Regions from separate parts of the Mus musculus genome. Here region 1 is linked to region 2. Evidence: chromatin contacts called from public HiChIP or PLAC-seq data. All regions are on one chromosome and are shown on one strand. Each heading gives the region's core, a stretch centred on a gene start, on an enhancer-like site or on the middle of the called end of the contact. The rest is flanking DNA. Distances are from core to core; before and after follow the strand shown.

The links. HiChIP or PLAC-seq counts read pairs in DNA pulled down with a chosen protein or histone mark.
Region 1: a contact with region 2 is called in an H3K27ac HiChIP or PLAC-seq map of embryonic stem cells, with 3 times the contacts expected there. The contact joins two enhancer-like sites. A contact is called at or near these places in 1 of 115 datasets of contacts at active chromatin or transcription factors (embryonic stem cells) and 1 of 9 other capture datasets (embryonic stem cells).

Annotation. Positions count from the first base shown.
Region 1 is chr14:38,317,664-38,323,962 of GRCm38.p6, reverse strand. The region is part of intron 2 of Gm31456 (a long non-coding RNA gene); the gene reads right to left. Among named protein-coding and RNA genes, the nearest start is that of Gm31456, 42 kb to the right of the region's middle. Within about 2 kb of position 2,847, at least 9 of the 459 cell types and tissues checked have an H3K27ac peak or open chromatin away from gene starts, as enhancers often do. A contact at or near this core is called in embryonic stem cells, where this site is marked.
Region 2 is chr14:37,518,646-37,524,999 of GRCm38.p6, reverse strand. No RefSeq gene overlaps it. Among named protein-coding and RNA genes, the nearest start is that of Gm23909, 84 kb to the right of the region's middle. Within about 2 kb of position 4,134, at least 8 of the 459 cell types and tissues checked have an H3K27ac peak or open chromatin away from gene starts, as enhancers often do. A contact at or near this core is called in embryonic stem cells, where this site is marked.

The DNA.
Region 1 (6,299 bases), core at 1,598-4,097, 800 kb before region 2:
GAATTATAAAGTGTGTGAAAATTTAGAAGTCATTTGATAATCCTACTTTTAGTACACAATCTATAATATGAGGACAAGAAAAACTCAGGAAAAACTCATGCCAAAATGACTTTTATAAGTGACCTGCAAGTATTCCTTTGATAGCTATCCTCCTTTTATTAGTATGCCTCCTCCATGTATGATGGTGTTATATGAGTCTAAATCTGTATTAGAAAAAAAAAAAAAAAGTCTAGATTTGTTTGCTACCAGTAGTGTGAGAGTATTTTCTTTGCTCTTCAAATCAAACTTTGAATCACTAATGTTCCACTCAAATATTTTTCTTAAAGCAAATGTACCTATTGTTGTTCCTCTACCTGAAAGACTGAATTCCCAGTTCTAGAGTTTAATACTACTGTAGATTAAGTGGACTATTCATTGCAATTTTCATCAAGTTAGAAACAGATTTATACTAGTATATAAATGTTAAGCTAGAAGGCTAAAAAGATAAAATTACTTAGAAAGCTATAATGTTTTCTTTTTATTTCTTAAATGTATGAGCAAAATTGAATGTAAGAATTTACACTACATACATAAAAATTATAACTAATGCCGGGTTAATTTCAATAAAAAAATTATACTCAGCGCAGATCACTAAAAAAAAAGTGGGTTCCTATTGCCTACTTACAAAATTTATCTAAAAAGAGCAACTGGACCATGTTCTAAGTCCTAGAAACACGGTCATAAGAAAAAGCCCTCTATTGTTCAGACTATGGACATTCTTAACCAGGATTTATACCTTTGGATCATTTTCTCCCTAGCTAATTTTGAGGTTTCAATTTCTCTGTATAAGTACTGAAAGTATAACAAAGTAAAAACAGAATTCTAGGCCTATAGGCCAGGCTTGGGAATGTGGCCTTTGTAAAGGTATGCTAATCATAAAACAGATAGCAACATTCCTCCACCCACCCGCTTCCTGGGTTCAAAGAGTGCTCATTCAAAGAAAGTCATCCAGAACCTGCAATGCAAATGTGCTATTGTTAGGGGCTCTTAGAAGCTGTCTTGAGAGTTAACACTTACCAGGTATTCCTTGTGACTCTTGTAAGTTTACACTTCCTTGTGACTCTTAACTGGTATTTTTGGTATTTTCCAGCAATGCCCTTCCCACCTCCTTAAGTTGTGGTTTCTTCCTTTAAATACCCCCTAATCCAGCTACTCGGGGCGCCACGGTCCTCTACCCCTGCGTGGGCCTGAGAGCGCTCTTGAATAAAAATCCTCTTGCAATTTACAACAAGACCGTTTCTTGTGGGTGATTTTGGGGTGTCGCCTCTCCTGAGTCAGAACGTGGGGGAGTCCTCACGTTGTGGGTCTTTCAGTACTATTTCCTTCCAGTGAAGGTTCCTGTTCATTTTGTGATTGCTAAAATGTGAGCAATCTATTTCCTATGTACTACGTAGGAAGTAATTCACTATGAAAGTTAGACACAGGGAGATATTCCAGACACTGGCATGATAGCCATTCTGCTTTCCAAGTGGACCCTGCCTGGGTCAGAAGGGTTTCTCTGTAGCTGAAAGGGTGTCCACATGATCAGACCTCTTGGACAAATTCCCTCATTGTCCCATGTACCCCCTGCATTTGCCTTCCAGGAATATGTGTAGAACCGCACCACACATTTCCATTATCTCACAAAGCAAAAGTGGTTCAGCCTTCTCTTATTACCTGTGGACACATTCTGAAGTCACTTCTCATCCCTTTATCCTTCTACAACAAACAGGCATACAGATGTTCCCAATTCCAGGGAAGTCTAGGAAAGAATCATCTAGCTGGTAAAATTACTATTTTAAAAACCATAGTCCTCTTACTAAGGAAAAGTAGGAGGTAAGAAATTAGTAACAACCATTGGCATACAATGCACCAACAAAAGCCCTTCAGAAGAATACATGAATGAAATGGTCTTACTTCCCACTAGGATGTGTCTCATGCTCTGAGTCTCTAGTCTCTCTCTCTCTCTCTCTCTCTCTCTCTCTCTCTCTCTCTCTCTCACACACACACACACACACACACACACACACACACACACACACACACACACACACTTACACACACAGATGTCACTACAGATAAACTAAAAAACATTGGGAAAATCAAAGTAATCTCATGCATGGGAAACCAGAAAGGAGCATGGCTGTTAGGACAGTAGCTTGGTGGAATCAAATCTTCCTGGTATTTATCAGTCAAAGAACAGTATTAAATTTCTAATATTAGAAAAAAGAAACAACTACTCATCTATTTCTTACCCTTCCTGAGAAGTAACCCATTGAGATAATACCATGTATTTGCTACTATGATCACTTCTTGCCCACAGTATTTATAAATAGGTTCACTATAGCATAAGGAGAAAATAGAGCAATAAAGAAACTAAGACCAACATCGGGTTGATGCTTGTCATCCCACAGCTTCTGTGGTACCTGTGAGGATCACTTCCCCTTCTTTCTTGCTTAGCTTTTCATTTGTAAAAGGAAGACATTTGAATTGGTAATTTCAAAGAGTTCTTTTTATTCATCTCTTCCTCAAAGCTAGATATTTTAATTACATTGTTTTCAGTTATTTTTAAAGTTGTGGTCCCTCTGTACCCTGATATTTATATTCTATCCCCTTGTGTGGTGAGAGTGTATTCATGAGTATGTATGAATAATCTAATGTGGAGCACCACCCCCCTTAAGTGCCACCTTTTCAAGCTGTTTACTAATTAACTGTGACCTCAAAGAAGTTGAAATAGCCATGAGAGATGGGGCACCCCACAGTGGAGAACCTGAGGTCAGTGTATCCATGCAGAATTGTGTTGCCTTCTCAACCACTGTCATTTCCATATCAATGCTGTCTACAACAATGAACAGTTTGCCTTCTGCATTTCTAAGGAGACAAGAAGGCTACCACTCAGGGATGCCATTAATGTTACTCTTTTGATTCAATTACCTAGGAATTAGTGGAGTTTCCTGGTGCCTGACCTTTTTCCCTTTCCTTCTCTTCTACCTTTTTAAATTAATTGGTTATTTTATTTATTTACATTATAATTACTCCTTTCAGGGTTGTCTCCCTCCTTAACTCCTCCATCCTATCTCCCTCCCCTTTGCCTTTAATAGGTGCTCCCCCACCCACCCACTCCTGCCTCACCCCTTTAGCATTTCCCTACACTGGGACAAGCCTCCATAAGACCAAGGGCCTCTCCCCTCCCATTGATTCTAGATAAGGCAGTCATAAACATCATATACAGTAGGAGCGATGGACCCAAACATGTATGAACTTTGTTTGGTAGTTTCATCTCTGGGAGCTCAGAGGGGTCTGCTTAGTAGATATTGTTGTTCTTCCTATGTGGTTGTAATCCACTTCAGCTCTGTCAGTCCTCCCCAAGGACTCAGTGGTGTCCAGGCTCAGTAGAATGGTTGGTTGTGGGTAGCTGCATTTGTCTTAATCAGGTACTAGCAGAGCCTCTCAGAGGACAGCTATAGGCTCCTGTGTGCGAGCACTTCCAGTGTATGGCATCAGCAATAGTGTAGGGGTTTGGTGTCTGTGGATGAGATGGATCCTAAGGTGGGGTGGTCTCTGGGTGGCCTTTCCTTCAATCACTGCTCCATCTTTTGTCCCCATGTTTCCTTTAGACAGGAACGTATCACAGTTAAATTTTTTGAGATGGATGGGTAGGCCCATCCCTCAACTGGGGGAGCCATACCTATCTACTGGAGTTGGTTTCTTCAGATTCTATTTCCCTTCTGTTGGGTATTTTGGCTAATATTATCCTTGTTGGGTCCTGGGAGCCACTTGCTTCCCTGATGTCTGGGACTTTCTAGTGTTTTGTCCTCTTTAGTATCCTCTATCATCTTCATGAGATGAGATTTTATGTCAGAATCTTGCTTTTTGGGTGTCTTAGGGTATCCAGGGCTTGCTATGGTGGGAGAACTTGGTTCTGATGATGCCATGTGACATTGGTTTCTATTGCTTATTTTCCTGCTCTTGCCATCTGGCTATCTTTGGAGTTAACTGGCCTTTCTGTCTCTGACTGGAGCTTGTCCCCCCTCCTGTGAGCCAGGTTATGATGAACCTCCTTAGCTCAGGCTGTCTCTGTGTGTAGTAGGAGGGTGTCTGGAACATCTGATCTGTGAGCTTAGCTGGGATGGAACTTCTGGGAGTCATGCTATCTCTGGGTGTGAGTGGGGTGGGTTGGGAGATGGAACTCCAGATCTGATCAAGGGTGCAGTTGGGGACCAGAAGGAAGTTGCATCTCAGGTGGGGGGAGCAGGGGGTGGGCAGTCTTGAAAAAGTATAACAGAAAAACAAACAAACAAAAACTAGACCTTTAGGTCCAGGCTTGAGAATGCGACCTTTGTGACTCAATGCTCCAAGGCAGGCTAATCATAAAGCAGATAGCGACATTCCTTTACCCACCTGCTTCCTGGATTCAGGGAGTGTTTGTTCAAAAGAGACCACCCTGACCTTTGCTGGAACCACTATGCAAATGTGCTATTGTTAGAGGCTCATAGAAACTGTCTTGAGAAATAACTGCACAACTATCAGGTATTTTTCTTTGTGACTTGTGACTTCCTCATGACTCTTAACTGGTATTTTTGGTATTTTCCAACAACACCCTCTCCAACCCCTTGAGTTGTGTTTTTTTTTTTTTTCCTTTAAATACTCCCTTACCTATCTACTAGTGGTGCCATGGTCTCTACCCCTGCATGGTGTATGACTGTGTGCCCTAGAATGAGCCTGGAATAAAAGTCCTCTTGAGGTTTGCTTCAAGACCATTTCTCTTGAGTGATTTGGGGTGTTGCTTCTCCTGAGTCAGAACGTGGGGGAGTCTTCACGTTGTGGGTCTTTCATTCTCAGTTAGGCCAGATGTTGGGGTGTGGGGGGTTGGTCTTACCTGTTATCATGGTGGTGTCAGAATTTCTGAGGGTCAAGCTGTCTGGGCGGCACATGTGGGGTGGGGACTGAAGCACATGATATGCTCCCCCATTTTCCCTCTTAAGTGAGCATTCAGAAAGGTAATCTCCAATCACAGCATAAAGCTGACACGTTTAACCACCAGGTTTCTCTCATTAATCCAAGTACCAAGAGGTAAAAGATATTCAAGTACGTAGGGTCTCTTAATTTTTAAGGAGGGAGAGAGGTAAAGAATCATTCTGTCATTTAAAATGAGATAAAATTAACATGTCATGTTACTTTTGAAAGAAGGTCATTCATTTCTCTCTCCCAATTCCAAACTAACAGAATGAAGTGGAGAACAGGGAGAGAAAATGATGATAATGATCAAGAGTTTTCAAGCTATTATGGAATTAAAACTATGAGTCAATATAATGTTCTCATATTCTGAGTTGTCTTTAAAGTGAAGATCAAGACTTACCCAGAGGTCATGTTGAGAGCATGTTCAGGTCTTGATCTTGTCAGGTGAAGTTTTCACACACATTCAAAGGGATCAGGCTTAGGAAATCTTGCATATCAACTAACTATTTGGTGATAAAGTTGGCGAAATGCATAACTAGGGGAATTGTTTCGCTTTTGACTTTTTTTTATTACAGATACTTGGATTATCTTGGTTTCTGATTAATCACACAAGTATATAGAGAATTTGTATCTGTAACACTTTAAAATTCATTTAAGCTTCTAGAATGTTAACTGGGATGATCAAAGCATTTGAATATTCATGTAAATTAGGAAGGTCCATTTATATCCATGAATAATAGAAATAAGCTTAAAGAGACTGAAGTAGAGGGTTATTAGTCTTTAGAAATTACTTTAGAAACCTTTACAATGCAGTATTATTCTAGTAGCTTCTAGAAATCCAAATTTTACTAACTGAAAGCTAAAGTCAAACCTATGTTAAGACAGTGTCTGTCTGTCTGGGGTATCTTTTTAATACTGTAGGAAAAGGAAAAGGCAGAAACTAAAGTATTGCCTAGGTGATTGTGGGGCCGTGAAAGGCAGCCTATTTTCATTGAATGAGGCTTGCTCTGGTGACCTAGTAGAAAACTCTGCAAGGGACTGAACAGTAAGTCATGTTCCCAGAGACAGGTGCCTGACACCACAGAACCCCCAACTTCATAATTCTATGACTATTAGTGACACAGATAAAGCCCCACGCTCCTGGCATTCTGGTTAGAATCCTGTCCACAGTTACCTGACAACAGCAAGGTAGCCTAGCCCACTATAAAAGGGGCTGCTTGGTATCTTCTCTCCCTCATTAAGCTCTCACTTTTCTTACTCTCATCTCTAGCCTTCCTTCTCTCCCTCTTTCCCGCTTTCTCCACATGGCCACGGCTGGCCTC
Region 2 (6,354 bases), core at 2,885-5,384:
GTTGGTTGATTTTGCTGTGTATTTCAGGCTCACAAGCTTCCTGGAATTCTCCTGTCCTATTCCTCATTGGAGTGTTAGGGTTATAGAAGGGATACCACTGAGAATTCTGAGAATTCAACCTCAGTTACTCACTCTTATGCAGCATAGACTTTATTCTCTGATCCATCTCCATAGGATGGCTCTCGTTTCACATGTCTTGAACATTTCATATTGTTTATAGTAATGGTTCGGTTTTCTCCAGAATCTTAGGTCCAAAGAAATTATATATAGCAAATGACCACTGCAGTACTATAAATGCTTTGGTTCACATGAGTTCTCATTAGTATCCCACAGCCACTTATTCAATTATATCTACAATGTAGTTGGCAGAAAAAAGCACTGTTACTGAAGGTCTACCAGTAAAGTCAGTTTAACTAAAAAACACACTGGTGGGATATTCAACAAATGCTTGTTTGCATGATTTTTCTGTAAAATATTTTCCAAGCAATATGCTTCATTCTGAAAATATAATAGATGAACTTTAGAACTTATTAGATGAGATAGAACTAAATGGTTCAGCCGTGAAAGCATGTCCTTAGAGAACACAGCACTGCCTACAGTGGAAAAAGAGTTCCTGTTTAGGAGACCCAAGCATGACAGCCCAGATGGATAGTGTTCACATCCAGAGGTTCCCCGTAGACAATTGGTCAGGCTCCTGTCTGTATGCCCAGAGGAAAAGGCATTGCTATGCAACTGGAGCAATAGGTTCTAGAACTCATAGTCACAAATGGAGCTAAGAAAGTGCTATTGCAATGTAAGATGCAGAGGTATGGTTTTTCTGTTTTTAACGTGTTATTTTGTAGATGCAAAGAAAAGAATCACACAGAGGGAAGGAGACATCTGGCTCCTATCAGAGAAAACTATCGATATAATACTTATCAACTGATTCCAAGAGTCCTCTCTGAACTAGGCAAACTGTGCACTTAAACTGCCTCCTTGGGATACAGCCAAGGTCAAAACTCACTCAGCTGTGTGTTTTGTGCTTAAACTATGATGCTTTTACTCTGCCTTTCATGGAAACAAGCAAAACAGACACCCCAGAGTGGCCTGTTCTCTTGGCAAGCCCAGGAACTTAGAATACTATATCAGGATCCATCAGTGCCCACCCCCACCAAAGATTAGAGTTTTCACAGGAGTAGGATTATCACATGCCTGCTTTTATCTGCAGAGCCCCCCATTGTTCAGAGGCTTTAGTTTTAACTTCCATTTCTTTTCAGTTATTAGCCAGGGAGCCAAATGTGTATCCCATGGTGTTATATAAAGGGTTTTAACTCCAGGATAAACTGAGCTCCAACAAAGGAGTGTGTTTGAAGGCTGTCTTAATCCTAATCCATTTTCCTGTTGATTTTCATAGCCCAATTCAGGAAGCTATGAATGAACTAAGAATAACACTTGGCAAAGAAAGCCATCTTTCTGTATTAAATACAACACATCATTCATATCCAAATGCGTTAAAAGAATTTTTTTATATAAATTCAGTATTCATAGAGGCAGTTCTGTGTAAGGTTCTGTATGGATAGCCAAGTGGGGACTTTAAATACCTAGATGACTCTCAGGCTTTGTTCATCTAAGGTTACATGTGAAACATCTATGTTTTTGCCTCTGAAGCAGGCTGAGAAGTTAGACTTAACCTGCAGCTATTCGGCTTAAAAGAAGTTAGCTAAACAGAACAAATACAACTTCATGAAGTACAGACAAAAATAGAAGGAAGGAAGGAAGGAAGGAAGGAAGGAAGGAAGGAAGGAAGACAGACAAAGAGAAAGAAAGAAAGAAAGAAAGAAAGAAAGAAAGAAAGAAAGAAAGAAAGAAAGAAAGAAAGAAAGAAAGAAAGAAAGAAAGACCAATCCTTGGAAAACCAGAGAGAATTTGTGTCTATAAATTGTGTTCAAGTCAACAACAGTTCTCTTTCCTCTGTGCATGGCTGTGTCTATCCCTCTGTCTCTTTTCCTGCTCAGAGTAGGGATAGTTGGCATAGCAGCCATTTAAATACAATTAGTGCTGCGAAACTTGAATGGTTAGTGTAGGTTTTCCATTAATATCTCTCTAAACTTTAAGATTTAGGAAAACAGACAGGGCATATGACTTGAGCTCGGAATCTCTCTGTCAATTCTTAGTCTGTCAATACCTGAAGTAGCCTTGGGTGATTACATAGGTTTTAACTCTAGTTTAATAAATTGACTCCCTGGAGTTTAGAAATAGTTAGTATGGTGTGAACCCATCAGTCTTCCCTGCTGTGTACAATTATAAGAATTGGAAGCACTAAATAGAAAATAAAACAGAGTTTTGACTGTTACTTAAGAAGAAAATGAGCTTCAGGGGACCTTAACATTCTAGGAGCACACAAAGACACAGCTTTCGGCATCCTGCACAGAACAAAAGAAGGTGAATGAACACACCTTGCTTTCTGACCCACAACTTCATTCTAGGAAGTCTTTTAAATTATGCATCCCTTTTGCAAATTGATAGGAGCCCACTGGGAAGAAATGTCAGAGTTGTCAAAAATCAAAATAGAAGTGTTGATGTCAGTTTAAATGAAAATTAACAAATAAACTCCAGAAATTAAGAAGAAAGAGTCCTTAGCCATAATAACTTGATAATATTTGCAAAACTTGCTACCGTACCACAAGCTGCACAGAGGTCACTGAAAACTCACACAAGAATTTCTACAGGAGCTCTAGTCCAAGACAAGCTGCCTTGAGTAGCCTCCTGTACAAGGGGGACCTCCATTCTTCTACCACTTATCCTTCTACCTTCATCAGACCTGAGACTCCAGAACCATAACAGACCTTCAGGTCTGAAACCATACAACTCAAGGATGCCCATCAGAGGTATGCCACTCTAAGACCATCAAAGGTCGCCCTACTCCCAATACCTACTACAACAAGAACATCCAGGGACCAAAAATGTCCAAATTGCAAAAGGCATCCAAAAGAACAGAATCCACAAAACCCAAGGCAATATGATACCTCCAAATAACAGCTAACCTACTATAACAACAGCAAGCCCTGGCTAGCTTAATATAACCAAACACAAGAAAATGACCTTAAATCCAATCTTATAAAGACGATAGAGGCCTTTAAAGAGTAAAGGAATATATTCCTTTTTTAAAATACAGTAAAAATACAATCAAACAGATGAAGGAAATAAGTAAAACTGTGCAGGACCTGAAAGTGTAAATATAAGAAACACACACACACACATACACACACACACACACACACACACACACACACACACACACACACCCAAGCTGAGGAAATCCTGGAGATGGAAAACCTTGGGAAGAGTACAGGAACAACAGAAGCAAGTGTCACCAACAGAATACAGGAGCTAGAGGAGAGAGAATCTCGCATATAGACGATTCAATAGAACAAATTGATACATCGGTCAAAGAAGATGTTAAATCTAAAAATTTCCTAGCATAAAACATCCAGAAATTCTGAGAAAACCTGAAAAGACCTAGCTTAAGAATAATAGAATAGAGAAAGGTGAAAAATGCCCAGAAAATATTCTGAACAAAATCATAGAAAAAAACTTTCCAACACTAAAGAAAGAGATGCCTATAAAGATACAAGAAGCTTATAGAACACCAATTAGACTCGACCAGAAAAGAAAATTCTCCCAGCACAAAATAATCAAAACATAACATCTACAAAACAAAGAAAGAATATTACAAGTGGCAAGGGAAAGTGTCCAGGTAAAATAATATCAGAATTATACCCAACTCAGAATGTAAAAGCTAGAAGGGCCTAGAAGGATATCTTGTAACCTCTAAAAAACTGTAAGTGCCAACATAGACTACTATCCCCAGCAAAACTCTCAATCACAATAGATGGGGAAAAAACAAGGTATTTCAAGAAAATCCCAATTCAAACAATATCTCTCCACAAATCAAGCTCTACAGTGTTGTATACCAGCCCGCGGCCCTCTTGAACCGGGTACACCTGGGAGGCAGGCTGGGGCTGAAAAAGACTTAGACTGCGGTGAGAAATTAATAGAGACCAAGACATAATTCTGTTCAAAGCCCGCCAGTTTACTAAGAGAGTGTGATTTTAAGGGGGAAGGCCCATCCCCCACCAGTCCATTCTTGGTATCTGGAGCCACCCTGTAGGCCACTTGCAGGATAGAATGTTCCTCCTGAATATCTCAGGGGCCTCTCAGCAGGTAGCAGTGTTTTGGAGAGAGCAGTGGCAGGTGACAGAACAAAAGAGCCATCTATGTCAGAAGGCTCCACCCTAGGTAATCTCCTTCTTAGTGGCAGCAAGGTCAAAGTCTGGATCAGCCTGCTTCAAGCTGGGGGAGCCTACACTACAGAAAATATTAAAAGAAAAACTCCAACCCAAGAAGGATAACTACGTTCAAAAACACAGGAAATAAGTAATTCCAAAGTTGGTCACAAAGCAAGCCCCAAAAGATACAAGGAAATTGAAACAATGTCCTGTATCTGATCAGAACACCATAAATTAAAGCTGGACTTCAACAACAGATATACCAGAAGATGAGCCTTAGTTCGTGGTTGTCTGATAGAATAAATGGGATTAATTCAATGTTCTTGTATCTGTTGAGGTTTGTTTTATGTCTGAGTATATGGTCAATTTTTGAGAAGGTACCAAGAGGTTCTCAGAAGAAGGTACATTCTTTAATTTTAGGGTGAAATGTTCTATAGATTTTTTTAAAATCCATTTGGTTCATAACTTCTTTTAGTTTCACTGTGTCTTTATTTAGTTTCTGTTTCCACAATCTGTCCATAGGTGAAAGTGAGTTGTTGAAATCTCCTACAATGTGCGCTTTGAGCTTTAGTAACATTTATTTTACAAACATGGGTACCCTTGCAATTGGGGGACAGATGTTCAAAATTGAGAGCTCATCCTGGTGGATTTTTCCTTTGATGAGTATGTGGTGTCCTTCCCCATCTTCTTTGATAACTTTTGGTTGAAAGTCTATTTTGTTGGATATTAGAATGGCTACTCCAGCTTGTTTCTTGGGACCATTTGCTTGGAAATTTTTTTCCATTCTTTTCCTTTGAGTTAATGTCTGTCTTTGTCTCTCAGGTGTATTTCTTGTATGCAGCAAAATTCTGGATCCTGTTTATGTATCCAGTCTGTTAGCCTTTATGTTTTTATTGGGGAATTGATTAATGCCTCTCCATTGATGTTGAGAGGTATTAGGGACCAATGATTGTCGCTTCCTGTTATTTTTGTTGTTAGAGGTGGAATTATGTTTGTGTGTTTCTCTTCTTTTGAGTTTGTTGTGAAAAGATTAATTTCTTGCCTTTTCTTGCATGTAGTTTCCCTCCTTGTGTTGGATCTTCCCTTCTATAATCCTCTGTAGGGATGGATTAGTGGAAAGATATTGTTTAAATTTGGTTTTATCTTGCACTACCTTAATTTCTCCATCTATGGTAATTTCAAGTTTTGTTGGGTATAGTAGCCTGGGCTAGCATTTTTGTTCTCTTAGGATCTGTATGACATCTGCCCAGAATCTTCCAGTTTTTAGAGTCTCTGCTGAGAAGTGTGGTGTAATTCAGATAGGTCTCCCTTTATGTTACTTGACATTTTTCCCTGACTACTTTCACTATTCTTTTTTTGTCCTGTGCATTTTCTGTTTTAATTATTATGTGACAAGAGGAATTTATTTTCTGTAGGAGACTTGTATGTTTATGGGCATATCTTTAGGTTAGGAAAGATTTCTTCTATAATTTTGTTAAAGAACTTTGCTGGCCCTTTGAGTTTTGAATTTTTACTCTCTTCTGTACCTATTATTCTCCGGTTCTTTATTTTCATTGTGACCTGGATTTCTTGAGTATTTCGAGGTAAGAGGTTTTATATATATTTTCCTTGATTGTTGTGTCCATGTCTTCTACTGTATCTTCTGTGGCTGAAATTCTCTCTACTATCTCTCATATTCTATTGGTGATGCTTGCATATGTAACTCCTGTACTCTTTCCTAGGTTTTCAATCTCCAGGCCTTTTTCCCTTTGAGTTTTCTTTAGTGATTCTATTTTCACTTTAGATCCTGGATGATTTTGTTCAATTCCTTTTGCTGTTTAATTGTGTTCTCTAGTATTTCATTAAGGGATTTGTGTTTCCTCTTAAAGGCCTTCTACTTGTTTACTTGTCTTGTCCTGTATTTCTTTAAGGGAAGTAGTTATGTCCTAAAAGTCCTTTATCATCTTCATGAAATGAGAGTTTAGATCTGAATCTTGCTTTATAGGTGTTTGGGGGTATCCAGGACTTGCTGTGGTGGGAGAATTGGATTCTGATGTTACCAAGTTAAATTGGTTTCTATTGCATATGCTCTTATGCTTTCTTCTCG